7 separate regions of the Mus musculus genome follow, and regions 1, 2, 3, 4, 5 and 7 are each linked to region 6. A link is a contact called in public Hi-C and HiChIP or PLAC-seq data. All regions are on one chromosome and are shown on one strand. Each heading gives the region's core, a stretch centred on a gene start, on an enhancer-like site or on the middle of the called end of the contact. The rest is flanking DNA. Distances are from core to core; before and after follow the strand shown. Region 1 overlaps Dgkb (diacylglycerol kinase, beta). Region 2 overlaps Gm34809 (a long non-coding RNA gene). Region 3 overlaps Dgkb (diacylglycerol kinase, beta). Region 4 overlaps Dgkb (diacylglycerol kinase, beta). Region 5 overlaps Dgkb (diacylglycerol kinase, beta). Region 6 holds the start of Etv1 (ets variant 1). Region 7 overlaps Gm34809 (a long non-coding RNA gene).

Region 1 (3,390 bases), core at 211-2,710, 330 kb before region 6:
GGATCCTGAGAAGACTGAAAGAGATTTTTCTCTTTGTGGCCCTTATTTGAGATTCATAGCAAACCTCTCACCTGATTCCTGCAGCAAAATACTTACATTGCAAAGTACTGAACACTGCCTAAAGCCCTTCTTTATTCCTGGCCACTGATTTTAATTGTACCTTCAAAAAAGATGGAAAATATAAATGTTTTTAACATGCTACCTTGTACAGATGATGATGGTGTATGGTACCAGTAACAAAACTAGTATCTTTTCCCCTGTGACATCTATACAGTCCTAAGTCTGCTAAAAATAATGTCAAGATTTTATCCAGATTATGAGTGTGTGTGATTGTAACTAAACTTCAGTTTTGCAGTAACTGAAATCATGTATATAGATATATAGATATGTGGGTGTGTGCAGGCACACAATGTGTGTATGTATCAAGTTAAAATAGCAAGAAGTATATAAGTAGTGATTAATTAGCAACCTGTAGAGAGTGCATTAAAATGTGAAGCCCCATAGTAGGAATATCAATATGAACTAACAATTACCCCCAGAGCTCCTTGGAACTAAACCACCAATCAAAGAAAACACATATTGGGACATGTAGCTCTAGCTGTATATGTAGCTGAAGATGGCCTAGTCAGTCATCAATGGGAGGAGAGGCCTTAGGTTCTGTGAAGGTTCTATTCCCCAGTATAGGGGAATGCAGGACTGGGAATGAGAGTGGTGGGTTGGAGAGCAGGAGGAGGGGGGAGGGAATAGGGGATTTTCGGAGGGAAAACTAGGAAAGGCAATAACATTTGAAATGTAAATAAAGAAAATATCAAATTTAAAAAGGGGGGCATGTAGAATGTTTATGTGTACATAGGAGTCTTGTGAAGTTTCATAGTCCACATATGAAGCCACCGTTTGGGCTTCCTCCATCGACAGTGCTGGGGCAACCTTATCCGTTCAGAGTGATAGATAATTTGCAGCTGCAGTAATAAATGCCCTTTGGATTACTTATAATGACTTGTCCTATTATCAAGGGTCTGGGAGAGATTGATGACAACAAATTAGAAAGGCATTTTTAACATTGTAAACATGGAAAGGGGTCACAAAGCCATGGGGTGACTTTATTAAGAGTGGACCTAGGTTGAGATTAAGATTTCCTCCTATTTTAAGGAGTTCACTTTGCTTTCCATCAAGATAAAAAAAAAATACTGCCGAGGGACATCTGGAACTCAAGTCAGAAGTAAACTTCAATTTACTTGTGGAAGGGCATCTATCTCCCTTGAAGATTTCAATACTGGAGGGATTTTGAACTTTTCTCTTAATTATAGATTTGTTTCCAATCATTTCTGTTGTTATGATTAAATGGACACTGTCTAACACTTGGTTCTCCTTCCGTGCACTTACATAACTCACTGGAGTGTCTCCCAGAGAACAAAGAAGCCTGTTTCTTGCATGAGTCAAATCCTACCATCTACTAATCTTTCAATAACAAACCCGGGTTAACCAAAGCAACTTGCCACTGGAGTTCCATGGCCATGAATTTGGTTTCCATGAATATAGTCTTTTATTCTAAATATCTAATTAGCATACGAATAGTAGCTTCTTGGACAGTATCCAGCCCATTCCGTTTTTTTGTGTAAATTGATAGAGATGAAGCTCACAGTTCCTCTAAGCTGACTAATAAAAACAGTTTCAATGTTCACCCTTTAGCCAGCACTATACATTTATAAAATCAGGTTTTCTTTTTAAATGGATGTTTCAGACAGAGTCTTTTTGATGACTTTCCATTATCAACAATTAATCAGATTAAGCTAAGCATCGAGGCTCAAATGTTATAAAGTAGCAGACATCTGAAATAAGGCTAAAAATCTCCATGGATAAACATGACTAATTTAAACGGGCCCAAGGGAGCTTTTTTGAGAAGGTTCAAATGCCTCCCGATGAATTCCACACTGTTACTCTAATTATTCCATAACAAGGCACAAAATAACAATCTCATTTCATCCTTATATTTACAAAGCTGTTCCCATTATCCTTATATTTCACCTGTTCAGGCACTGAAGAATTGCTCCTCATTGAGAGATTCATTAAAAGAGAATAATTATATTATATTTCACAGATTGGCAGAGAGAAAATGTATCTTTGAACAATTCCATTTCCCCGAAGAGTTGTTCATTTCAGAATTGCAGACAGGTCTATTAAGTATTTTCTACCCTTTTTAAATATGTCAAAGCTAACCATTAATACTGAAAGTAGTAATATTATTCTGATTTAATGAAGGAATTAGCTGCTATTTGTAAAATGTATTTTTGTGAATGAAACACAATTGTGACCATATTTTTACAAAACCATATTAACGACAAAATCACTAGAATCTTCATTTGCAAAATGATTTAAATTAATGGTACTTATCTTCAGATTTGTAGAATGTCAACTTGTTTCTGCCCTAATTTTTTTAAGTAAAAAATCTACATAAAAAACATTTTCTCACTAAATCTGTAGTGTTTATATTTTCAGAATATCTAGTTAGAATATGAGTAAGAGAAAACCCTTCCAATACCAGTCAATTTAATTTTTAGATTTTCATTTAGAAAAAGATTACAGAACTGTGGTTAGAAGTCTTTCATACTTTAAAAACACATGGACATAAAATATGGCCAATTAGAAAGAGCCCTAGGAAGCATCATTTTATATCAGAAAATGTTGGTATTATGAAATGAGTTAGCCATGGTCAGATCCAAGTATAGCTTTTAATATCCTTTAAGTCATTAAGAAAAAAATTTAAAATGTCAATCTGTGATGCTTTCAGCATGTGTCTGGAACGCTAAGCGGCAAGCCCATCTCTGCAAGGCCTCGGCAGACCAGGATTTGTTACATCCCACATGAAATGTTCAATCAGTCATGAGTGAGAATGAACCAGACAGCAATGTATTATTCAGTATACCACACTGAGTGACATGGGAAATAACACACAAAACACTATCTTCCCAAAAACATACTAGGGCTCTAGGATTATAGGCAGAAGGAAGAAAAATAGGAGAAGTAAGATAAGTGCATAGAAAAGTAGTTCAGATCTGGCTGGTTATTAACTTTAGGTGTGATTCTGCAAGCTCTTGCTTTCTCCAAGGAACTCACACGAAGGAGCAAGCAATCTGGCTACCAATATGCCTAGAGGGGCAGCTGGGTTTTGTCTTGAGATAATTACTTCCATCGTGCCGGAAGTCACATCCTGGACTACTCCGCTTAAAGTGTTTTCTTGTTGTTCCAGAATTTAAAATATTATAATTATTTGTGGTATCTTCAGTCTTAAAGTAGGCGTAAGGAGAGAGGTTAGGTCTCATCAACCTTATGTTATTACTGACATTCAGTCAGATACTCTTTACATGATTCATTGACTGAGCAGAGCCATGC
Region 2 (3,290 bases), core at 93-2,592, 310 kb after region 6:
AGTTTTTCTAAGTATAATGAAAAGCATTTCTACTTTCAAATTTCAGATTCAATAGTTTATTATTTTTGTGTTATACTATATTTTTCATAGAAAATAATATGTTTTTAATTGAAATAGAGTTTTATCACTTTTTCCTTTTTCTCCCTTCAGTCCATTCTAACTACCTTTTCTAAACCCCTCACATGTCTGTTCCCTGTAAAGTTGGTAGTCTATTTTCCATTGATAATTTCTGTAGAGAAATTATAATCCAGCGATTTGGCTGCTCTGGCAATCATCTACAAAGACCTTCTAGGTCTATATGATCCGGCTGGAATGCAGAGATGCCCACGATTACAGTATGATTTGGCTAAACTATAAACACACCCTTAGTACACATCTTTGATCTCTAACAATGAAGGTAATGTTAAGTTTGTAGAAGCAGCAGCCACGTTTGATATTGATATGTAACTGAAATACATAGGGATAAATCAGAGAAAGTTTTGGTAGAATAAGCCAGAGATAGGCTATCCCCTGCACACACAGAACAGCACAAGAAAGAGAAGCTACTTAAGAGCAGCAAGAGAGAGATTGGGTGTGCTTTGTGTATTTGATAGTTTTCCTGGGACAGTTTTACAGAGACAGGCTATAGAGGGAACGATCTAGACACATGTGAAGACAGAACCTGAATGAGCCAGAGAATGAGAGGAAGAGTAGAACATATTACCAATGTTAGTATAAGGCCAGGTAATTCAGTCAGAAGCTGAGAGAAACTGGATTTAATCAGTCAGCTTGGAATTTTCGATTGTAAGGAGGTTAGACATTTCCATCCTAGGCCTAGGAATAGTTACAAGAAAGACAGAAATGCTCTGGCTCAGCCCAAGCTACATAGTTGTACAGCTTGGGTAAGGTTCTCACCTCATCACTTCACCTGAGGGAATAAAAGTGGCATTTCTGAAAACCTCTTCATTTGAGCGAGGGTTGGCTGGCCACTGAGATCTCAAGATTTGCCTGTCTCAGCTCACTGTTGAGACTCTAAGACTCTGGTGAGCTTAACTTACTGGAGACCCCTGAGTGAACAACACAGAATTGGGGAAGGAGCAAAAGCAAGAAAAATTTTATTGTTCTAGCATACTGGGGTCTCCAGGCACACAAAGGAGAGAGAACGGCCACACACAATCCATTCAGGGGGTTTTATACAGTTTTCAGAGCAGCAGCCATTAGGCACAATGAGATTGGCAGAATAGGGTGACTTTTAAACTGATTGCTCTTTAGGGAATGGCAAGGACTTCCCTTGTCTGTAGGTGGCCAAAGCTCATTCCTTCGACCCTAAGGAATGTGTTTACATGTTCTGGGCCTCCCCCACCCCAGGTGGCAAATGGTCAGTCCCCTCCCCACCCCACCTCCCCCTTGTTGTGGTCTGAGGAATGTAATTAAGCCTCTCCCTTCCCTTCCGGAGAGGAGGGGCACCTAAGTGCTTAAGTGCCCCAAGACTTTTCTCTTCCAGGAGGGAAGGGGTCTGGTAGAATTTTCCAACTGTGCTGGACTGACTTCCTCAAGATTACCAGCATGAACGCGGGTCTTAATTTTACCTCCTCACTGAGGATTCAAATTGGGGTCCTCATGCTGACAAAATAAATGCTACTATCCATTGTTACATCTGCCCACCTAGAAATAAATACCCTCTCACCCACAAATACATTTTAATAAATATAACAATGTCATTAGTATTAAAATGGTCATAGTTTAAGATTTTCTAAGCCTTCATCATCCATCTACACCAACTTTTACTAATCTATTTGTGAAAACACTTGGTGGAAAAATTGAAATGGCAATTAAGCAACAAACTACACTGTGTCATTTTCTCAACTGCATGATTTCTTTATTTCTCTTTGTTGTTCTAAACCTTTTAGCAGAAATTCACCATATGTATGAGTCTGCAAAAGATACTACCTTCAATATAAGGGCTAGCTAAACATTAACATACATTACCAGAATTCCAGGAAAGCACGGATTCACAAAGAACAGTATAGCTAACATACATTGGAGCTCTAAAATCAATAATCTATAAACCACATTTAGCTTGCTGTTTGTTTTGTAAATAAAGTTTTATTGGCATGTAACATTTATTTTTTGTAGTATCTCTTTCCCTCCTAAAACAGCAAAAACAATTCTTATATAAAATGTGTGTACCCCACACTAGTTTATTTGATATTTGGCCCTTCATAGACAGTTTGTTGATCCATGGTTTAAATGACATAAATTTATATTATATATTAAATTGTTTTACAGAGATCCACATACTTATAATTTTAATTTATATTTTTGTTTGCAATTTATTGTTTAGAATGTTGTTAAATTCATTTAAATTTATTTAAGAACAAAAACATAATTATTTAAGAGTTAAAAACATACATAGCAATAATGAAAAAATATATTAAAACACTTTAAAGTACACATTCTACAGTATGAACTCTTGGTTGAAAATTATTCTAAAAGATTGGTGGCATGTAGCAGACAAAATTATAGAATGATGGTTTGATGACTATAGATTTTAAAGGCCTGTGATGTTTGGAAATTAACTTATCCATGAAGAATAACCCTATACAAGATATATAGATATAGAGCTAGATATAGAGATATAGAGATATAGAGATATAAAGACATATAGACATATAGCTAGCTAGCTAGATAGATAGATATAATCTAATTTTGTAAATAATCTGTGCTATAGTACCATCAACACTCTACCTGTAAATACTCATATGCATTCTATATGTTACTCTTTGATAAAAAAACAGAAATTTCAACATTTTGGCATACTTATCACAACTGAAAACAGATAATAAGTTGATGTGAGACTCACTTAAAAGATAAGTCTATTTTAACCTATATATGGTGTTGAGTCAGACTTCAACCTCAGTTTTACCCCTAAAATGTTTCATGAACGCTCTTAAACAAGCAGAACAAATAAAGGGAAGCATCCACATACAACAACCTGTCTTTGGATGAAGTATAATGTCAATTGAGTCGTCATTACATAGAATGGTAATGAGGATGTTTTCTTATGGTCCAAAACTTTTAAACTTGAGCACAGACCTGGCTCAGGGAGGCACTCGGAGCATTAGCTGTGTGCTTTGCTTTGAAAAAAAAAAAAAAAAAAAAAAAAAAAGAAAGAAAAAGAAAAAGAAAAAACCTAGTTTTTCTTCATTTTAGTTTTAATATTATTTAAATAAAAGAAAAAACTAGTTTCTTTAGATGTCAAAGTTTAACATGAGCAAATTACTTAATGGCTTTTTAAAGGTACATTAGAG
Region 3 (3,684 bases), core at 198-2,697, 450 kb before region 6:
TAATAACGTGCTCCTTTCTCTCAGGTTAGAGTGATAACTTTCCCAAAGGGCCCATCACAGACAGAGTTAAGTTAAGGAGGTGATGAAATGTCAGGATTTAAGTTACATATAATTCTTATCTCACATATAAGTGTCACCTTTTTCTGTAACATGGTAACAGAGAATGACATGGATGCGACCAGCTTCACTGAACTGACCAAATTATGGCAAATTACAATATTAAGCTGTCTCTTGAGAGACTATGCTGGGGCCTAGCAAACACAGAAATGGATGCTCACAGTCAGCTATTGGATGGATCACAGGGCTCCCAATGGAGGAGCTAGAGAAAGTACCCAAGGAGCTAAAGGGACCTGCAACCCTATAGATGGAACAACATTATGAACTAACCAGTACCCTGGAGCTCTTGACTCTAGCTGCATATGTATCAAAAGATGGCCTAGTCAGCCATCACTGGAAAGAGAGGCCCATTGGACACACAAACTTTATCTGCCCCAGTACAGGGGAACACCAGGGCCAAAAAAATGGGAATGGGTGTGTAGGGAAGTGGGGGGGAGGGTATGGGGGACTTTTGGGATAGCATTGGAAATGTAATTAAGGAAAATATGTAATAAAAAAAGAACAGAATTAATACTGTAGAAGAACATAAAGGAAAGAATAGTTGTGATGGATATGACTAGAAGCTGATTCTTTCATAACGAGCAATTCTTTCACTTTATATACACTTATATAGGTGTAACTATATCTATTCAAAATCACACAAAAACTACAGTTTAAATAAAACTGTGAAACTTACATTATTTTCCTTTAATAGAGTTGATATATTTCATTTTTCTTCTTAAATTATATTAATATAAAATAAAACTTTTTATGTTAAGGATATAAAAACAACTTAAAGGAATAATATATATATATTATTAGGCAATATATATTTAATATATATATATATTAAAATTAGGCAACACTAAGCATGCTTTGAATCCAATTTACTTTTAGGGACATTTCTAGCATGTTCATGAACCACATGAGCATCCTTTGTAAATAAATTATGTTGTATGGAATCACTGTGTTTAATCATCACTGCAACAGAGTGGATATATTTTCTTTAAAAATATGGAGGCTTTAACTCTAGGTGAAAAACCAATCTGTTGACAGGCATGGGGCCTAGAACTGAAAGACTGATCTCGATTCAGTTTATGTATCCTAGAAAGTTAAGCTGATTTGTTTTTTGTTCCCTAGGAATGACAATACATAGAGGTAGAAAGGGTCAAATTAAAATGCTCTCTTTGAATTTTCTTAAGTGATCTCTCATTAGAGAATCCTAAGTGTCTCTAAAACAATGGCTGTTAAGCAAGTTGGCAACAGCTAGCAGTATTTCTTCAGTCCCCTTGGAATTGTGCCAGAGGGACAGGATCCTTAGCAAAGTTGGTCTGAATTCTCCTTCAAATGAACACCTGCTGTCATTGTCCAGTATCAATGCCACACTCAGAAGGCCAGCTCTCTTTGCGGTGGAATCTATTGAAAGGGCAAAAGCTTGCCTGGGTTGCACCAGGGCTTTATTTCCCTCTCCTTTTCAATTTTCTGAGTGTCCTGGATATAGAGATAATACTAAGTTTATCACTGGCTAGTGGGCATGGTAATGCTCTACATAAGGAGTTTCCTCAAATGTATTCCTGTCTATTTAAATGTTCTTTGGTTTCCATTTCTTTTCCTTTCTCTTTCCCTACCTAGCTTATCTTATATTTTCAGGACAAGATTTTTATTGCAAAAGTATATACTTTAAAGAAAATCATCCTAAGTGAACTATAACTGGAAGAAACAAATAATTCAAATAAAAATATTTCAATGGTATTCTCCAAATTGTCAAGAAGTATTGGCTCTTCATTCTCTTAGGCATTGAGTCTCTTTCCTTTGCCTTTGTGTAACTGCTGGGTTTACACAGCTAGCTGGTACTCCAAGTTCATTTTGTATTAGTAGAAATAAAGTTAAGACTGATGCTTTTTTAAAAAACAATTACAGATCAAGGAACATGTATACTACCAATAGCTTGCTTTAAGTTTCTGCATAATTGTATAGCACTATAAGAAAAATACATAATCTTAATGTTACATTGACTTATTAGTGAGTATTTATAATACTTGTTACAAAATATGCAGGCTATTAGACCAAAAATAAGTGAACCATATTGTCCATGTTCTATTTTTGTTTCAAAATTGCTTATTAGAAACATCAATTCGTGGAGAATGTTATGAGTAAATTTTATTATAAGTGATGTTTCTATGTTATTCTATCTATACAGTTGTGTCCTTTTTCTTGCAAAATAACTCAATTACTTGACAATTGATAGTGTGTAAAATGTATATAAATAGCTGCAGCTTGCTCTGTCTTGCAGAGAGGGACTCTGCCATCTGCAGCTCTTGGTCCCTCTTGTTAGTCCTTGTGCTTTGTTATGTATGAGCAAACACATTAGCTTTTTCATTTCATTCATTAGGCTCTTAATCCTTGATTAGTGTTTTCAAGATTCTTTCAAATTCACAAGTTCTTTACTTCTTTTGAGTTAGTTTTATTTTTCCTTTTGTCTTCAGTGTGAAGCAAAGTTGTCATTCAATCACAAAAGCTCTTTTCTATTAATGATTGGTAAATATATTAGTCTCTCATTTGAGTGATTAATTATATGTAGCTGAAAATGGGAAAATATCTCCTCAGTTGAAATAATAAGGCTGCTTAATATTGGATTTAATAGTCTATGCTCCAAAGCTTGAGTCACAGTCCTCCACCAATATCACACACTCCGTTAGATTCTTCTATTAAAGAGAAATTGGACTAACAAAAAGAAAGTGGCACCCATTAGGCTTCAGAACCATAGTATTTAGCATCTGAGAGATGAGTTATATTTGTCACCAAGTCTTGGTGACCTCGCTCTGTTGGTTTTCTCCATTATAGGAGATGGGTCAGAAAGCTGTGTGTGTTATGACCAGTTATTAATTACACATCAGGGCATACTGAGCAAAGTCTGAAACAAATTATTGCACTGCTTTCTTAGATCACCAGGTTCTCATTGTACTTTTACCCACAATCAATCTCAAAGGAGCAAGAACATCTTGATGTCATAATTTTTCAACTTAAGCCATCCTTTTTTACTCTTATTTAGGAACATGGTCAACTGCTCTTTGACATTATGACAGAATATGATCCTTTAAGAAGAATCTAAGCATGGAACCAAAACTAGGAATTAAAATATATCTAATTTATTTAGAAATCAATTTCTTATATAAATGTGACAACTGAAAGGTTTTGGCATGATTATGTAGTCATACTCTTCTAGACTTTACATCTAATTTTAGAACATCCTGTCAATAATATTTTAAAGAATGAATTGATATATAATCTTGTTTGTTAATTTATATTTCTATAAGATATAAAATCACAACTATCACTCCCCCATTTCTTCTTTTAGGATGCCTCCATTGCACACAGATTCCACATCATGAGAGAAAAGCACCCAGAGAAATTCAACAGCCGGTAAGTCAACCAATGATAGCTTTGCAATTAAGATTGTTATATATAACTATGTCCTTACAGAAGATCAATATGTAAATTTGACCCTTCCTATGTAAGTACTGAATGAAATTCCAAATATATGTTTACATTAAGATGAAAGTAGAAATGAATCAGTTTTTTCTTCTT
Region 4 (3,670 bases), core at 550-3,049, 400 kb before region 6:
ACTTCTATAGCAAAATCATATAGAATAGACATTTATTTTGAACCCAGGTCCTCTAGTAAAGCACTCAGAGAGGAGTAGCCCAAGAGAGTGCCTCATATAACCAGTGAATATGTCCAGATCAGACCCCATGGGCAATATCTCACATCACTTAAATCAATTGTTCAAGAGGTCAATTAGCTTAAAGCAGGAAGTAAAAGCTTTATTTTTTTTTTTTTGTCCCATCTCCCACTTTGTGAATCTCCCAGTACTCCTGGCATTAGATAGTCTCAAAGAGAATCAGTTTACTTCATTCTAAACACTTGCAGGTTGGTTTACCTTTGGTGGGCTGCAAGGAAGGGACAGTGTGGACATTTCTTTCCGGTTTTGCACATGCAACCAACATTGAAAAAGTCTAGGTAAGGCTTGAGGAAATAGTTTTGAAGTGTGATTTTGACAAGGACAGCACACAGATCTACAGTTTTCATCAGATTTCCCTATGCTTTGTACTAGGGCCAGATAGTATTTTTCTATAGTTGACCAAAAATGTATTTCTAAATTTATTTGAATTTATTTTACACTGAGATTATTTAACCTAAGTATTAAGACGTTAGCTGTTAATAACCTCAGCTATTATTTTGAGCCAACCAGACTCTGATAAAAAAATTTGTTCTTTGCTTTTCCTAAAGAGTTAGCTGAGGTATGGGGAGTGTTTTCAGTGGCCTTTGTAGTTACTCTTTCACCAATACTCATGAAAGAAGGTGCCTTCCCCTCTTTCTCTCTTCAACAGTTTCTCTAATAGAAACTGTACCTCTTCGGATAATCTGACTTCTCTTAAAGGCACCAACAAAAAAAAATCTATCTTCTGGTGGGTGACTCTGCCTCTAGAACACAGCAGTATAGAACAACATCTCCCCTAATGGTGCTCCTGCCTGCAATACAGAGTGGTGACTTCCTGAGATGACTAATTGTATTAGGCTTCATCTGTCCTAGTTTGGGTTTGTCTCCAGTCCTGAATGACAGTATAATGTTTGTTGCTTTAATTTCTCTTTCCAAGTGCTTCTGGATTACAGTGATCTTTGTTTATTTATATTTTGGCAAGAGAGACTCCTTCCCTTTCACATCTTATCCCAATGATTATCTCCTACAAATGGTCCCTCCTGTCCACACCTTACCATACACGGAAGCCCTTGATTCCCTGAATGTTGTGTTCTCCAATTTGATTGTAGCTCCTTGATGACTGAAACCTTATTTACCTTGATTATTGCTGTTATCCTTGGCCTCTGGAAAGACACATATTAAACCTATGATGCATCTTTCCTTTGTAAGTGAAAAAAATTACTAAAGACAATCCGGTAATAGCCTTCATAAAAACAACCTCATATTTCTTACTATAAGCTTATCAAAACTACTATGATGATCCAAACTTAATAATTTAGAAATATAATTTTAGAAAGATTGACTAGCTTGTAAAATGTAAATTATTTCAGAAATCATAATAGCATAACTTATTAAAAATTAATAAATTGAAGATAATGTATTTCAAAAGTATCATTTTGTTATTCCTAATGATATTTACAAGGTCATATAGCAAGCATTTCCCACATTTGTTTGCATATGTATTATCTTAGCTATCCAGGTCTGCAATTATGACTAGGATTACTCGTTTTTGAAAGCTGGATGAAGTGAATTTGAAATCAAGAATTGGGTTTTAACTCTATATTGTATGTGAAGTCTAAATCTGTTCTCTTGTCAACATTTAAGATGTTAGATATGAACTGAGGAGGGACCAGATTCTGGTGGTTCTTCTGGTCTCAGAGATGTGTGAGATGATTCCAGGAAAGATTATAGAGTGAAGCTTTGGTCTCTCTGGTGTTCGGTGGTCACAAGAAAAGACAGAGTGAATGACAGAGACTGAAAAGGACCAGCTACTGGAAAGCCGAATGTGCAAGGGAGCAGGAAGGAGCAATTCTGCAGAATGCAGAATGATGAGGCACTTTAAGATAAGATCAGAGCAGAAGATGGCAGCTTTGGTATAGTGAGGATCTTGAGAAGAGAAAATATTACTAATTGTGGTGAAGTAATGGATAAAGGGCTGGGATGTTTATAGGGCTGTAGTTCTGTTTTCTTCAAAGGCTTACCTTCTAGGACACAGAAGAGTATTTGACAAATGTTAATTTTATGCATCTGCATGAAGCTGAATATTGAGTAAAAAGGGTTTTTGTTTTTTTTTTTTTTTAACATTTTTACTGGTGTATGCTACTTTTCTTTTGGCAGCATGGACAAGTCCCCCTGTAGATATGCTGCTGCCTGAGTATTTTGTTCCCAGCAGAATGAAAAGGTTGTGGTGAAAATGGCATGGCAGTTGGTAAAGAGAAAGTCATTGTAGCATTCCCTGTTTCCTGTTAGAAGAGAAAGATTGACATTGCTTCATCAAGACACACTTCCAGCTGGGGCAGCTGAGATGTTTGTGTGATGTATCTGAGAATATAGATATCTAACTGTTCTTAACTCACTCTGTTCAGTGACTCTTCAGTTGTCTGTGATTTTAAGTAGAAAGGATCTCTTCACACTCCCTTAGTCAATAGCTATCTCTCTAAGCATTCCCACTTCTCTGTGACCTAAGTCTATTGAATTTCTAAAACTAGTTTCCTCAAAGGTAGGTACTTTCAGCTGTGTTTTAGTAGGAGGGTTTATCTATTGGCTCATTGACTGAAATAAAGTGTGGTTGGTGGGACACTGGCTTATAGTGAGCTTGCCTTTATATAAAGGGAAAGTAAAAAACTATCTTGAGGGAGTTAACACAGCTGAGATGAGATTCACAGACAATGAGTTCAGAGGGCTGTCAGTTTGATTCTATAGCTCAGAAAGGTTCCTTGTTTCAAGAACAGACCTTGTCAAAGGGGAAAGAGAACATGCTAGTGAAGGGGCAAGATAAATATCAGAGGAGTTACATGTAAATAGTTTCCGACATCTTGACTTGAGAAGTTTACTTCCTTTTTGAAAACTAATGGATAGAGTGGGACCCTAATTAGGGTTCCCTAAGAGTTCTCCAATAGGAGTCACAGGGAGTTGATCGAGATTGGCAGAAAGGAGCATAAATTGATTTGATCACTAAAAGGGCTTGCATTTGGGGCTGATTTTAAAGTGGAAAATGTTTCCCCAAAGAAAATATATATCACAGGAGAATGAGAGGAAGAGAAGATAAAGAAAATTGAATGTCCGTCACTGATCAATTATTCAGAATCAATTATGGTTTGCTAGGGAAAGCGAGCTGTGCCAAAGCCAAACCAAACTCAAGTAAGCACGAGGATTAATTACTCCCCTCCTTGCACAGGACTAGAGGGAAGAGATAGGATCTGCCAGTAAAATGTTATTGCTCTCTAGGAGCAGGACGTAATTATGAAACAAGGAGAGAGAAGAAGTCCCTTCTGCCAGGCCTTTGTTAGCAAAGAAGAGGATCTGAATTTAGCTTTTAAGAGAAAGATATCAGGGTATATAATTTCTTCCAACAAATGCTATCTGCATTAGAGTTCTCAAGAGAAGCAAAAATCAATGCATGCAATGGTATCCTCATCTGTATGCTTTTGTATCTAGTAGACTTGATCACAAAACTACTTAGAAAAAAATAAGTGTCTGGAATCTTGAGAGATACTTCAGTTGGTAAAATGCTTTCCAGGCTACCAGGAAACCC
Region 5 (3,181 bases), core at 546-3,045, 480 kb before region 6:
CTTTGCTCTTTAACTCACCCAAACATCAGATTCCAGCAGAGCATTTATGTTATATGATCACCTTGGCATCGTCCAGCCTACAAGTGGAATGGGAAAGAAGGCAAAAGGAATGAATATGTCACTACTTCAGACACGTAATGACAGTCCCACTTGTGAACTACTGGTTATCAGTAGGCAGTGGTCATTTGATCTAAAATACATATAGAACAGGAGACCTAGTGTTAGCATCTTTCACCAAAGCAGATGGCCTTCACTAACATTCTCCTTTAACTGTAGAAAAGTACAAGGGAGGTTTAGTGCTGCTATTCAAGAATTTTGGATGAGAAGGGGTCCCCCAAATTCCTTCTATTATCACATCCAGAACAGGAATTCTCTCCACTTCTACATTCTCATGGCCTCCAAGAGTCGATGACACACTTTGTTGAATGAATGAATGAATGAATGAACGAATGTGTAAAAGTGACACTCTGATTTTACTCACTAGATATAAAGAGATTAAGGCCTACCTAAGTCCACAAATTGACTAGGTCTTTTAACTTTCTCTGTAGTTATGAGAGAATCCCAGAAAAGTTTATTTGCGAACCATTTTCGTATCAATGTTTTGAAGCTAGATGGGGTGTTATTCCAAAGAAAAGCCCGAAATCAGCAATTACAAAATGATTTTCAAATAAGAGAATTTTCTAAACCTCTTGCCCCATTGTTTTCTATATATCAAGACCAAGACGTGCCTGTGCGTTCTTAAATGAAACAACATCATGCAGAACATCAATGAGTGCACCACCATTGGTTTGGGGAAAGTCTGGTATTTTATTCCCCAATCAAAAATTCCTGAGTTCAAAATATCCTGAGATCCCAGAAAAGGGTTAATCATTGGAATACTGTACTTTTACAGACCACATTGTGAATTAGACATATTAGAAATTAATTACACAGTTAGAAGTGCCATAAGACATTTACACTTGAAAATTTGGGGAAGACTTACAGAAATATCTGAACGTTTCTGAAGGTGATAGCTTCCAAAATCACACTACTGTCATGAAAAATCTATGTAAGGAAGTGGTTAGAATTTTATATCGCATTAACAATCGCATAGTCCAAGTTGATGAATGATATCCTTTGAATACCAAGACAAAAGAAGCTCCAGGGGGAAAATACAAGTTCAATTCAAAATATTTCTCCACTGTAAACCTTGAGCCACTTTTCATTTGTCAATACTGAACTTTAATGAGTCCCGGATAAGAAGCCAGTCAATGGATATCCATTTAGCTAGTGATAATCTGAAGCCCAGCTGATTGTCCTAGCAGCTGTGTGACTTCATTACCATTAGAAAGGCGTGCAGCCAAGCCAGCTGGTATCCAAACCAGTACTCCATGCACGCAGCATATCTATTTGTTGGTTTACACATCAGAATTACACAGGCTCCATGAAAAGTTTGGAGCATAAAATAGAATCTGCATAAAGATTTAATTTAAAGGGCTTATCATTACTATGCCAAGTGCAGCTAGTTTGTTTTGTTTTTGCTATGATATAGTATATTGTGGTTGTTTTCGGTTTCCTCCATAAATGCAGCCTACATGCAAAATTTGCATTTAGATACCAACATAACTGCACATCATAATTTCCCAGTTAAGAAAACATCTTTTTGGTTGTGTTTGTTTTAGTGCTTACAACAGTGCATTTTCATTTTCCAAGGCAACTTTAATAGAAAGCAGTTTGGGAAACTTCTTAATAGCTAGTTTAGCTCACATCTGTCCCCTGCTCTGTACTCCTAATGGCACTCACTGCCTAGATCAGGCCTCTGTTAGCATTGTTTGGGACTTCTACAAACATTTTCTAACAGGACTTGGCTCTCTAATTTCCTCCCATATGATTCTATGTGACAAGGATCTTGAATCACACTCCGGCTCTCTGCAGCATTGCTCCCTAGTGCGATCTGGCTGCATTGCCTTTACTAGAGACAACTGGAACCCAGAAGCAGGTGGAAGGTGGAGTCTAAACCTCATTGCAGAGGCTTCAAATAGGTCTAAGAGCTACTGTTACCCACATTAACCACGACAAGCAACTTTTCTAATAGGGACAGCAAGTACAATAGTTGCTCCTTTGTGATAAATTAAAATGAGTCAAAATATGCATCATTATTTGTATGGCAATATATATCAAGGGCATCTAAGTCATGCATGTGATGATAACAGCAAACGAAAGCTGTAATTCAGAGTCTCCTCAGCAGTCTCTAGGTAAGGTGGATCATTACCTGGAGAGGATGAGTGAACAACTATTCAGTATTAACTATAAGATTTTTAAGAAGTGTGTCCTATTATGAGGAATAATATCAAAGTGGTTCAGTAGCAAGCACATCTTACTTAACCACTGGAATAGACAGAGGGGAAGAACTGAGTTGGTAAATTAGTGAGGTCAATGTTAAAAGCCAAAAACGGAAGAGATGGAGCCTTTCAAATATGAAGGTGCACCTGTTGATTTCAGTTTTCTGCATGTAAACTTCTTTCTGATGGAAGGACTGGGGTGGATTCGAGTTAAGGTAGGAAGAAACTCCCAGGAGAGACAAAGAAACAGTACTCTGTGATTTTTGTTCATTTTATACAAAGGAAGAAAATATCCTGGGGTTTCAATAAATGAAATAAATAGCAAGCAAAGTTTGTGGTTATTTGAAATTATAGCTGGAATTATAAAACTCGAGACAAGAGAAATTCATCATCTTACCATATTTTCAACCTGGTTAAAATTACCACTTGTTATATTTATGTAAAGTATATTCAAATTTTCGTTATCTGTACATAACATTTTAAGACTAGAAAAATACTATTTCCAACAATATTTCAAATTCCTGGATGAATACCAAATGGCAATAAAGTTGGGGTTTTCTTGTTTAGTCATATCACCTGCTGTGTAATGATTTAAAGGGACCATGTTATTCTGTAAAGTTTAGAAGGTAAGAATTGGAAAGTACTCAGCTTGATGTTCTGAGTGCTTTCATTTTGTTTCTGATTTGTTTGAATCAGGGACACAATTTCCAATAGTTAAAATTTAGATAATTCATTCTCAAAATAGTTTCTTCACCAGCATGTCTGGCACCTGTATCCTTGGCTATTCTCTCTCTAGTGTGTTCTCTGTTTCTCTGTTTCTCTCTGTGTGTTTCTCTGTCTCTCTCTCTCTCTCTCTCTGT
Region 6 (3,187 bases), core at 461-2,960:
TAGAAAGGTACTTCCCCTCCTCTACGGTCATTGGTACCAAGTGTGCAGAGGCGGAAAGCCAAAACAGAAACACACAGACACCTGCGCGCACCTGCAAAACAACAACAACAACAACAACAACAAAAACTTTTGTGGTTTGAGGAACTTGGGCCTTTGTTATGTATTTTTTTTCTCCTTGATCCGCCACGCCCCCAACCACGTGACCCAGAGAGATTGGGATTTTGTGAATGGAGCCGAAAGGTGGAGTGGGGGGGGGGGGGAATGGGCAACGCCCCCTGCTCGAAAGCATCCAATCCGCTGGCGGAGCGCTGCGGGGTCAGCAATAAACAACAATGGACTGGAAATCCACGGTTCCTCATTGGCTTCAGGGACAAGCTCCCGGGGCCTTTCGAGAAGCTCCGCCCTCTCCCGGTTGCTCTGGATACCTGTCCCGCTCTGGCCTCACAGAAAGGCTTTGGAAACTGTTACCGCCTTGTCTGGGGTTTGCAGACTGGCGGGTTACCCACGCTGTGCTCCCCTCTTCGGGTTGCACCCTCACAAAGTCTAGTAGCGTTCGAACGCACCCCTCGCCCGGGCTCTGATACTGTCCTCTCTCAAAGAGGACGCGCGCGGCGCCCTGACTAGGCTTGGGGCAAGCATTGTGTGTGCCCTGGAAGACTACACTTTTCCCTTGGTGAAGCGCAGAGTGGTTTTGTCATAAACTACGCTCTTTCTCGGCGGGTCCGGAGTACCAGGCGCGCACGCTCCCATTTTGATGTTTCCACCATGTTCCATTTAAGGGAAGAAACTTTCAAATAGAAATTGAGAACTGCAGCACATTGCTCAACGGGGCTAAACAGCTGCTGGAAAAGTCCTTTAGTCCCCAGCTCTGGTCCCCGCCAGGGTCTCAAGTGACTTTTAGCACCGTAAAGCCCCGGCCCCACTCCTCCCTGGCTTCCAATTCTTGGTAGGGCAGCGGCTGCAAAGGGGACACATCAGAACTAAGCTCTGTGGGCAGGCAGCTTCAGAGAGATTCTCGCTTCCAAAGGTCCCATCATTGTCCTTGTAACCCGAGCCCTCCCTGCTCTTCCCCCACTTCTTGGTGGAGGAAGTGAAATCTTCAAGTACAGTAAGTGACACCCTCCGCCTCTCTGTATACATAACAAAAGCTCCGGAAACGGCGGGGACGGGGGAGGGGTGCGGGAGGGGGGCATCTGAACTACCAAGTCCTCCCCCACCCCTCTGTGGCCACTGGAGGTTTTTTTCCCTCTCAGCACTCTCCAGGATGAATCTGATTTTTATACTTTCCTCGCCCACTCTGCTACGTACTCCTCCGGATCCTCTCTTCCAGCGCCACCTCTCCTTAGAAGCAGCTTCTCCCGCTTGCTTTCCTTACAATATTTTCATGTCCAACGGACGAAAGGAGATCATTTTTGTTGAAGATGTATTAAAAAAAATCTTATAAGCCCTATTACAGTGTTGAAAATGGAGAAAAAAAATAGCTTGGACCGAAAGCTTCTGAGGAGCAAGGCTGGAGCGTGTGGTGGGTGGACTCCGGGTCAAAGGTAGAGAAAAGGGATTGTGGACACTCGATCTGTACCCCAACCTCTACGACAGTGCTTTAAGGACATAATAATGGACCAAACAACGCTAGGAATGAGAACTGGTTGACTCGATACACTAGGTTTCAGTATCCCTCCGGTTTTAACAAAAACAGCGAGTTAGGAAGGAAGTAGTTTCCCTCGGTGGCTTTTCCTGGGTGCGGACCCTGCGACTTCTCCCAGAGTGGTCGCAAAGGCATAGGGGCGCAGGAGACCCAAGGGAAGGGGCCGAAAGCTGCCTGATTGACAGCCCGAAATCTGATCTTGTGAAAGAGACGTGGAGCCAATGGGAGGCAGCGATCCATCAGTTTGGATTGGAGGCCCCTGGAGGAGAAGTAGAGGAAAAACCACCGAATTCAGCTCTGTCAGAGGCGCTTTCGGCTTCCAAGGGGAAGTGCTGGGCAATAATTAATGTTTTTATTAAATTTGGAGGGAATTTTTTGCAGCCGTTCGCCTAGCGTGGCCTTCAGGTGGGTATTTCCAACAACTTTTTATGTCTCTCCAGATAATTGCATGGTTGTGGGTTGCAAAAACTATTCTTATGAAAGAGGTAGCTCCGTCTCTTTAGTCCCGTTAGGTGAAAAGCAAGTCTCGTTGATCGCCATTGCTAGTTTTGCCCACGTTTGCGAATCAGAGCCGCCTGGGGTACACTGACCGAGCAGGGAGCATCCAGAGTGTAAATAAATACATTGCCTCTTGTTAGGATTTTTGATACGACCGAAAGTATGTAAATTGTGAACTCTCTTGGCTCTCTTTGGATCCAGGTGAAGAAGGCGGCGTAGGGGAGGGTTATTTTTGTGAATGGGGCTGTCGAGGGTAATTAGCTATGCAAATGCAAGAGCTTCATTCATGATTTTTTTTTTTTTAAGCCTAAAAGCCATCTTGTTCCCCTCTAGGTTGATAGAAGTCCAGATCCCGAGGAAATCTCCAGCTAAATGCTCAAAATATAAAACACTGAGCTAATATTTGCGAAGAGGAGCAGAATGGATGGATTTTATGACCAGCAAGTGCCTTACGTGGTCACCAACGTGAGTGATCAGTTCGAAAGTTGCTGTTTATAAACTTGACTTGGACGGGGGTGGGGAGAGCGAGAGATGCGAAGGGAGGGGGCAGGGGGTTGGGACTGCAGACACTTTATCTGCTTTGTTGCCACTGTAGGGCGACTCTGCTTCTAGAAGCCCTATCTACAAAATGAGCTTACCTTTGAGTGATTCGGATAAGGCATAGTTTTGTTTTAAGACCTCTTCTTCTGGTTAATATGTCCACGATGAGTGCAAGAGGAGACGGAGGGCAGCAACAGCTGCACTCAAAGTTTGTGGCTGGGTTTATCTGCCACATTGAAAAGAACGAAGTTGAGACAAATGCTGACAATTTTGTGTTTACATGGGGTGTCTTGGGGGGGGTCTTCCCCCTCCCCTCTCATTTTCTCACTTTTCCCAGTTTTCCTTTGGCTTCTCTTATTACGGGTGGGGGTGCTGTCTGAGAGAATGGAATTCGCTGTTTTAATCTGGAGTTGATTCAGAAAAAAAAAAAAAGAAAGAAAAGAAAAACATTAAGCGTTTTAGCTTAATGTTTTGATGCTGAGATTACATGTAACTAGAATGAGG
Region 7 (3,621 bases), core at 524-3,023, 290 kb after region 6:
AGTGAAAACTAAACATTTGAAAGGATGCTTCCATATACAGGATCTACTTCCCTAAGCCTTTTGGAAAGAGGGTTAATATCATTGTTAAAATTCTTCTAAAAGAATTTATCACATAAAACATTGTGGCAATTCAATAAACTCTAAACTCTTTATTTCTAAGAAACAAATATAATTGTTGACCACCAGATGGCTCCCATATTTTTAAAAAATTGTCAGAAATAGTAGAAACTACACAAATAACCACAGATTAAATGGAAGTAAAACTGAAAGGGGAAAATAATGCAGCCCATGGGAATGTGAAGTACATGTAGAAAAAAAGGAATTTCTTTTTTATTGACAGCGTGTGAGCTCTGTATGTGAAGCACGGAACAGGGGTCCTTTCAGTAGTTTACTCATGTAGTAATTGTGTGTGAGTGTGTGCGTGTGTGTGCATGCATGTGTGTGTGTGTGTGTGTGTGTGTGTGTGTGTGTGTGTGTGTGTGAGTGTGTGTAGCTGGCAGTTAGAAAAACAAAAATTATGCAGAAAAATCCCTGCTCTCGACTGTAAGTTCGACAGCATGCTTGTTTCATATATTGTTTTGAACAATATAAATGTCCTATCTCAATCAGGACTAATATTCCCTGGGACAATGTATATTTTAGTGACAGACTACATTTACTGTCATCTCATCTATGTATCATTTTTATATGCCATTTAGTGATACAAATCAAAGTCCCTGCAACAACAAAAGTTTGAACTGTGTTAATAGCAGAGCCAGCCCAAGATGCGGGTCACAGCTCCTGGAGGGACACTGGTGGTACCCTAGATGATGTTTTAACTGATGTGTTATTCGAGGCTTAATATGTAAGCTATTAAGATAATAGACCCCACACTTGTCACTTTGACAGCTTCTTTAAAGGCTAAGCTGCCCAATTTGTCTCTCATTAAACGCTTTAGTACAGCGTAGTGATCCATAGTCACTGAGCCATTGCGATTTCAGAGCGTGCGCATCTATTTTGAGAATTTTTTTTTTTGTCAATAAAACAGGCATATGTTTCAATGAGTCATCTTAATAGAGCAAACTCACAAGGAGGGGTGAGCTGCTCTTCCACCCTGCCCATGAATTTCCTTACCTTTCCTTGTTAGCACAAAGCTTGCCCCTGGGCCTCCTGCCACTGGGAAGGCAGTCCTGGGCAGGCCAGGGCTCCTTAGCCCATATGGTTTTATTTGTGTTCCGCTGGCACAGTTATACTCATACAGTAACCAACATAAATTTTTAGTTTTATTATCACCTCTAAAAAGAGACAGAAATGTGAAAATTGAAGCCAGAAGGTTTGTATCACAGGATTAATTAGGCAGGGCCAAGTGGAGTCGCACTCCGCCTGGCAGTGAGCGCCTCAAGAAGGTGCCTGCCTGCAATTACCAAGCGCACGACGCAATTAAAACCCTGTTTCTTTCTCCCGAGGTGTTACTTGTTAGTTGATAAATCTCTTCTTTAAAATTCTCTGGGGATCTGAACTGGCTTGAGGTGCAATCTACCAGGGTAGATATTCATGAAAAATTGATTTAGCTGTAGCCCAAGTGCAATAGGTTTAAAATAAACCTGAAAGGAATGAACGGTGTGTTTCTTGGCTGACATTTTATTGGCCATTTTTTTTTAAATGCACAAAAGACTAGATAATTAAGAATTGGGACTTCATGGATCTCCACAAGGGGAAATGAATTGAATTGGTCTGCTGTCCCAGGCATTGCCTTCTAAGTCACTCTGCACAACCACACATCCGATTGACCTTATCTTCTGGCCTTTTTGTTCAATCTATGGATAAGATAGCCAGAAACGTCAACCTTGTATGCCTCCCACAGCCCACGGCCCTTTGTAATAGAAAGTTCCTCGGTATAAAATGATTTCTTGTTTCCCAATGTACATCCTTGTCCACAGAGATTTGAATCTTGGATCTGTTAGTCTAGTTCTCCCGAGGACCTTCTGCTTTGCGTGGTCACTTTGAAGGCTACATCAGGATCTTACGGTTGAAAAGATGCATCAGGGTACAGAAGGAAGCTCCAGTTGTCTTCTAGCAGCTAGTGTGGCAGAGTGGGATTTAACCACGAGTCCATAAATCACGCAACATACTCTTTCCTCTGAAATATAAATAATTTAAAGATGCAGCATGCACTCCGTACCTGGTGTGGAGGCCAGTCCTCTATCAAGGCATGCGAACCTGAGCTGCAGCAATGATCTCATACTTCCTGCTGTAAAGAGAAGCACGATATTTTTAAATCAATAGGCTAAAACCATCATTGTAAATGACACAGCTCTGCCTTCCTTTCCAAATGCACCATGTAACACAAGGGACACAAGAGACTGCTGGCTTTGAGATCTTTATGTCTTTGTGCTGTTTCTTAATTAAGGAAATTCGTTATAATTAAATAGTAATTAAGTTACTAAGTTGCAGCCTAAGTTACTTGATTATGTTTTATCCTCCTTTTGGGTCTTCAATAGATATATTCTTCCTTGAAAGTTCCTCCATGTAGTCAGTTGAGTCCCCAGTGATTGGTCATTCATGCCTTGGGACTGTAAGTATAACAGATATCCCCTGAGTGGTTAGAGTGTAGGACAGAAGTAGAGATATTTATCATCTACAGTTAAGCTTCATAATCAGTTGATTTGTGCTAAGTCATTTGTTGCAAGACTTGATTCAATCAGGCAGGCCTTTAAAATAGGATCTGTACATCAGAGACCGGAAGTAGCAGCTGCCCTAATTCTGGTTGCCCTGATGAGGCAAACAGGCACTCCATGTGTGCACTGACACACTACAATATGTGCTTATAGTTCTCAAGACCCAAGACAATGTTTCCTGTGAGAGACTGGAAAGTAGAAGATCCTATTGGACACGAGTTTCACCAACTGGGCCATTTTCCAAGCCTTGTTGCCTCTTAGCAGATAAAATTCCTAGTCATCTTGGTTTCTTTCATAGGATTTTAAAGTCGTGTTTCCCTCAGGGTCATTTGAAATTACTGAACTTCTATGACTCTTTCTCACTTTCTGTTGGCTGTGAGAATTAACAGATGAGTATAAATGGTTGTAACATAGGAAAGTACAAGTGTGCATTTATTAATGACATTTAATAGAATTTATGAGGCTATACATATTTTACTCTCTAATATTAATTTGCATCAACATACTGCTTTAATCTACCACTGAAATCCTAGACTCACCTAGGAAAATGAAGTCTTTTTTTTTTCTTTTGCCAAGCACTTCATCAACTTATTTGATAATCACATGAGAAAAAGTTAAATGCTAAGCACATGCCAGAAAGTTTACTACATAGTCAAAATATTGAATATCTTATCTATAAAACATTTTCACATTTCAGTGTTATGGAAAATATCAAGCAGTAGGACTATTTCTTATATAACTTTTTATACTCACATTCTTAGTAATCTGGCCCTCTTATAAAACTTTGAAAGTTCTCTCCTTTACTCATGATTATGGCAATGCATTGGAAAATATTCTTTTTCCCATAACCTGACATCATGATTTTATCATTAAAATCAAAGGGAACTCTATAAATTGAGGAAATTAAATTGGAGCTTGATTCCTCTAACTCAGGGCTTCTCATATCTGCTTCTATTGCTGTTTG

The links. A called contact is a pair of places that touch in the nucleus more often than the background predicts. HiChIP or PLAC-seq counts read pairs in DNA pulled down with a chosen protein or histone mark.
Region 1: a contact with region 6 is called in an H3K27ac HiChIP or PLAC-seq map of stem cell-derived neural progenitor cells, with 3 times the contacts expected there. The contact joins the enhancer-like site here to the promoter of Etv1 in region 6. A contact is called at or near these places in 1 of 484 Hi-C or Micro-C datasets (neural progenitor cells) and 4 of 115 datasets of contacts at active chromatin or transcription factors (astrocytes, bone marrow-derived macrophages, neural progenitor cells and 1 more).
Region 2: a Hi-C map of embryonic stem cells shows a contact between it and region 6, with 4 times the contacts expected there. The contact joins the enhancer-like site here to the promoter of Etv1 in region 6. A contact is called at or near these places in 1 of 39 promoter capture datasets (pre-B cells), 2 of 484 Hi-C or Micro-C datasets (both in embryonic stem cells), 1 of 115 datasets of contacts at active chromatin or transcription factors (bone marrow-derived macrophages) and 3 of 9 other capture datasets (adipose tissue, macrophages and pancreatic islet).
Region 3: a Hi-C map of stem cell-derived neural stem cells shows a contact between it and region 6, with 2.9 times the contacts expected there. The contact joins the enhancer-like site here to the promoter of Etv1 in region 6. A contact is called at or near these places in 10 of 39 promoter capture datasets (the 3T3-L1 cell line, 3T3-L1-derived adipocytes, cranial neural crest and 6 more), 8 of 484 Hi-C or Micro-C datasets (frontal cortex, gonadal supporting cells, neural progenitor cells and 3 more), 12 of 115 datasets of contacts at active chromatin or transcription factors (a beta-TC-6 cell line, bone marrow-derived macrophages, embryonic basal ganglia and 8 more) and 2 of 9 other capture datasets (adipose tissue and pancreatic islet).
Region 4: a contact with region 6 is called in a Hi-C map of the N1E-115 cell line, with 4 times the contacts expected there. The contact joins the enhancer-like site here to the promoter of Etv1 in region 6. A contact is called at or near these places in 1 of 39 promoter capture datasets (hippocampal neurons), 2 of 484 Hi-C or Micro-C datasets (the N1E-115 cell line and cerebral cortex), 5 of 115 datasets of contacts at active chromatin or transcription factors (astrocytes, embryonic forebrain, embryonic hindbrain and 2 more) and 2 of 9 other capture datasets (adipose tissue and pancreatic islet).
Region 5: an H3K4me3 HiChIP or PLAC-seq map of neural progenitor cells shows a contact between it and region 6, with 20 read pairs. The contact joins the enhancer-like site here to the promoter of Etv1 in region 6. A contact is called at or near these places in 1 of 39 promoter capture datasets (neural stem cells), 4 of 115 datasets of contacts at active chromatin or transcription factors (astrocytes, embryonic basal ganglia, neural progenitor cells and 1 more) and 1 of 9 other capture datasets (pancreatic islet).
Region 7: a contact with region 6 is called in a Hi-C map of the N1E-115 cell line, with 4 times the contacts expected there. The contact joins the enhancer-like site here to the promoter of Etv1 in region 6. A contact is called at or near these places in 2 of 39 promoter capture datasets (the 3T3-L1 cell line and pre-B cells), 1 of 484 Hi-C or Micro-C datasets (the N1E-115 cell line), 2 of 115 datasets of contacts at active chromatin or transcription factors (bone marrow-derived macrophages and embryonic limb bud) and 4 of 9 other capture datasets (adipose tissue, liver, macrophages and 1 more).

What each region holds. Positions count from the first base shown.
Region 1 is chr12:38,448,996-38,452,385 of GRCm38.p6, forward strand. The region is part of intron 23 of Dgkb (diacylglycerol kinase, beta); the gene reads left to right. Among named protein-coding and RNA genes, the nearest start is that of Gm52011, 83 kb to the left of the region's middle. Within about 2 kb of position 1,461, at least 11 of the 459 cell types and tissues checked have an H3K27ac peak or open chromatin away from gene starts, as enhancers often do. A contact at or near this core is called in neural progenitor cells and stem cell-derived neural progenitor cells, where this site is marked.
Region 2 is chr12:39,093,674-39,096,963 of GRCm38.p6, forward strand. All of the region lies in intron 2 of Gm34809 (a long non-coding RNA gene), which reads right to left. Among named protein-coding and RNA genes, the nearest start is that of Gm34809, 59 kb to the right of the region's middle. Within about 2 kb of position 1,343, at least 20 of the 459 cell types and tissues checked have an H3K27ac peak or open chromatin away from gene starts, as enhancers often do. A contact at or near this core is called in embryonic stem cells, where this site is marked.
Region 3 is chr12:38,326,539-38,330,222 of GRCm38.p6, forward strand. Dgkb (diacylglycerol kinase, beta) reads left to right here. Exons shown (of 26, transcript NM_001361686.1): 21 at 3,455-3,519. Among named protein-coding and RNA genes, the nearest start is that of Gm52011, 40 kb to the right of the region's middle. Within about 2 kb of position 1,448, at least 6 of the 459 cell types and tissues checked have an H3K27ac peak or open chromatin away from gene starts, as enhancers often do. A contact at or near this core is called in neural progenitor cells, neural stem cells, oligodendrocyte precursor cells and 2 more, where this site is marked.
Region 4 is chr12:38,380,617-38,384,286 of GRCm38.p6, forward strand. All of the region lies in intron 21 of Dgkb (diacylglycerol kinase, beta), which reads left to right. Among named protein-coding and RNA genes, the nearest start is that of Gm52011, 14 kb to the left of the region's middle. Within about 2 kb of position 1,800, at least 1 of the 459 cell types and tissues checked has an H3K27ac peak or open chromatin away from gene starts, as enhancers often do. A contact at or near this core is called in the N1E-115 cell line, where this site is marked.
Region 5 is chr12:38,302,701-38,305,881 of GRCm38.p6, forward strand. All of the region lies in intron 20 of Dgkb (diacylglycerol kinase, beta), which reads left to right. Among named protein-coding and RNA genes, the nearest start is that of Gm52011, 64 kb to the right of the region's middle. Within about 2 kb of position 1,796, at least 17 of the 459 cell types and tissues checked have an H3K27ac peak or open chromatin away from gene starts, as enhancers often do. A contact at or near this core is called in embryonic basal ganglia, neural progenitor cells and neural stem cells, where this site is marked.
Region 6 is chr12:38,778,372-38,781,558 of GRCm38.p6, forward strand. It overlaps Etv1 (ets variant 1), which reads left to right and starts at 1,711. Exons shown (of 13, transcript NM_007960.5): 1 at 1,711-2,050; 2 at 2,477-2,608. The coding sequence starts at 2,564.
Region 7 is chr12:39,072,553-39,076,173 of GRCm38.p6, forward strand. Gm34809 (a long non-coding RNA gene) reads right to left here. Exons shown (of 3, transcript XR_381459.1): 3 at 1,913-2,230. Among named protein-coding and RNA genes, the nearest start is that of Gm34809, 80 kb to the right of the region's middle. Within about 2 kb of position 1,774, at least 12 of the 459 cell types and tissues checked have an H3K27ac peak or open chromatin away from gene starts, as enhancers often do. A contact at or near this core is called in the N1E-115 cell line and embryonic limb bud, where this site is marked.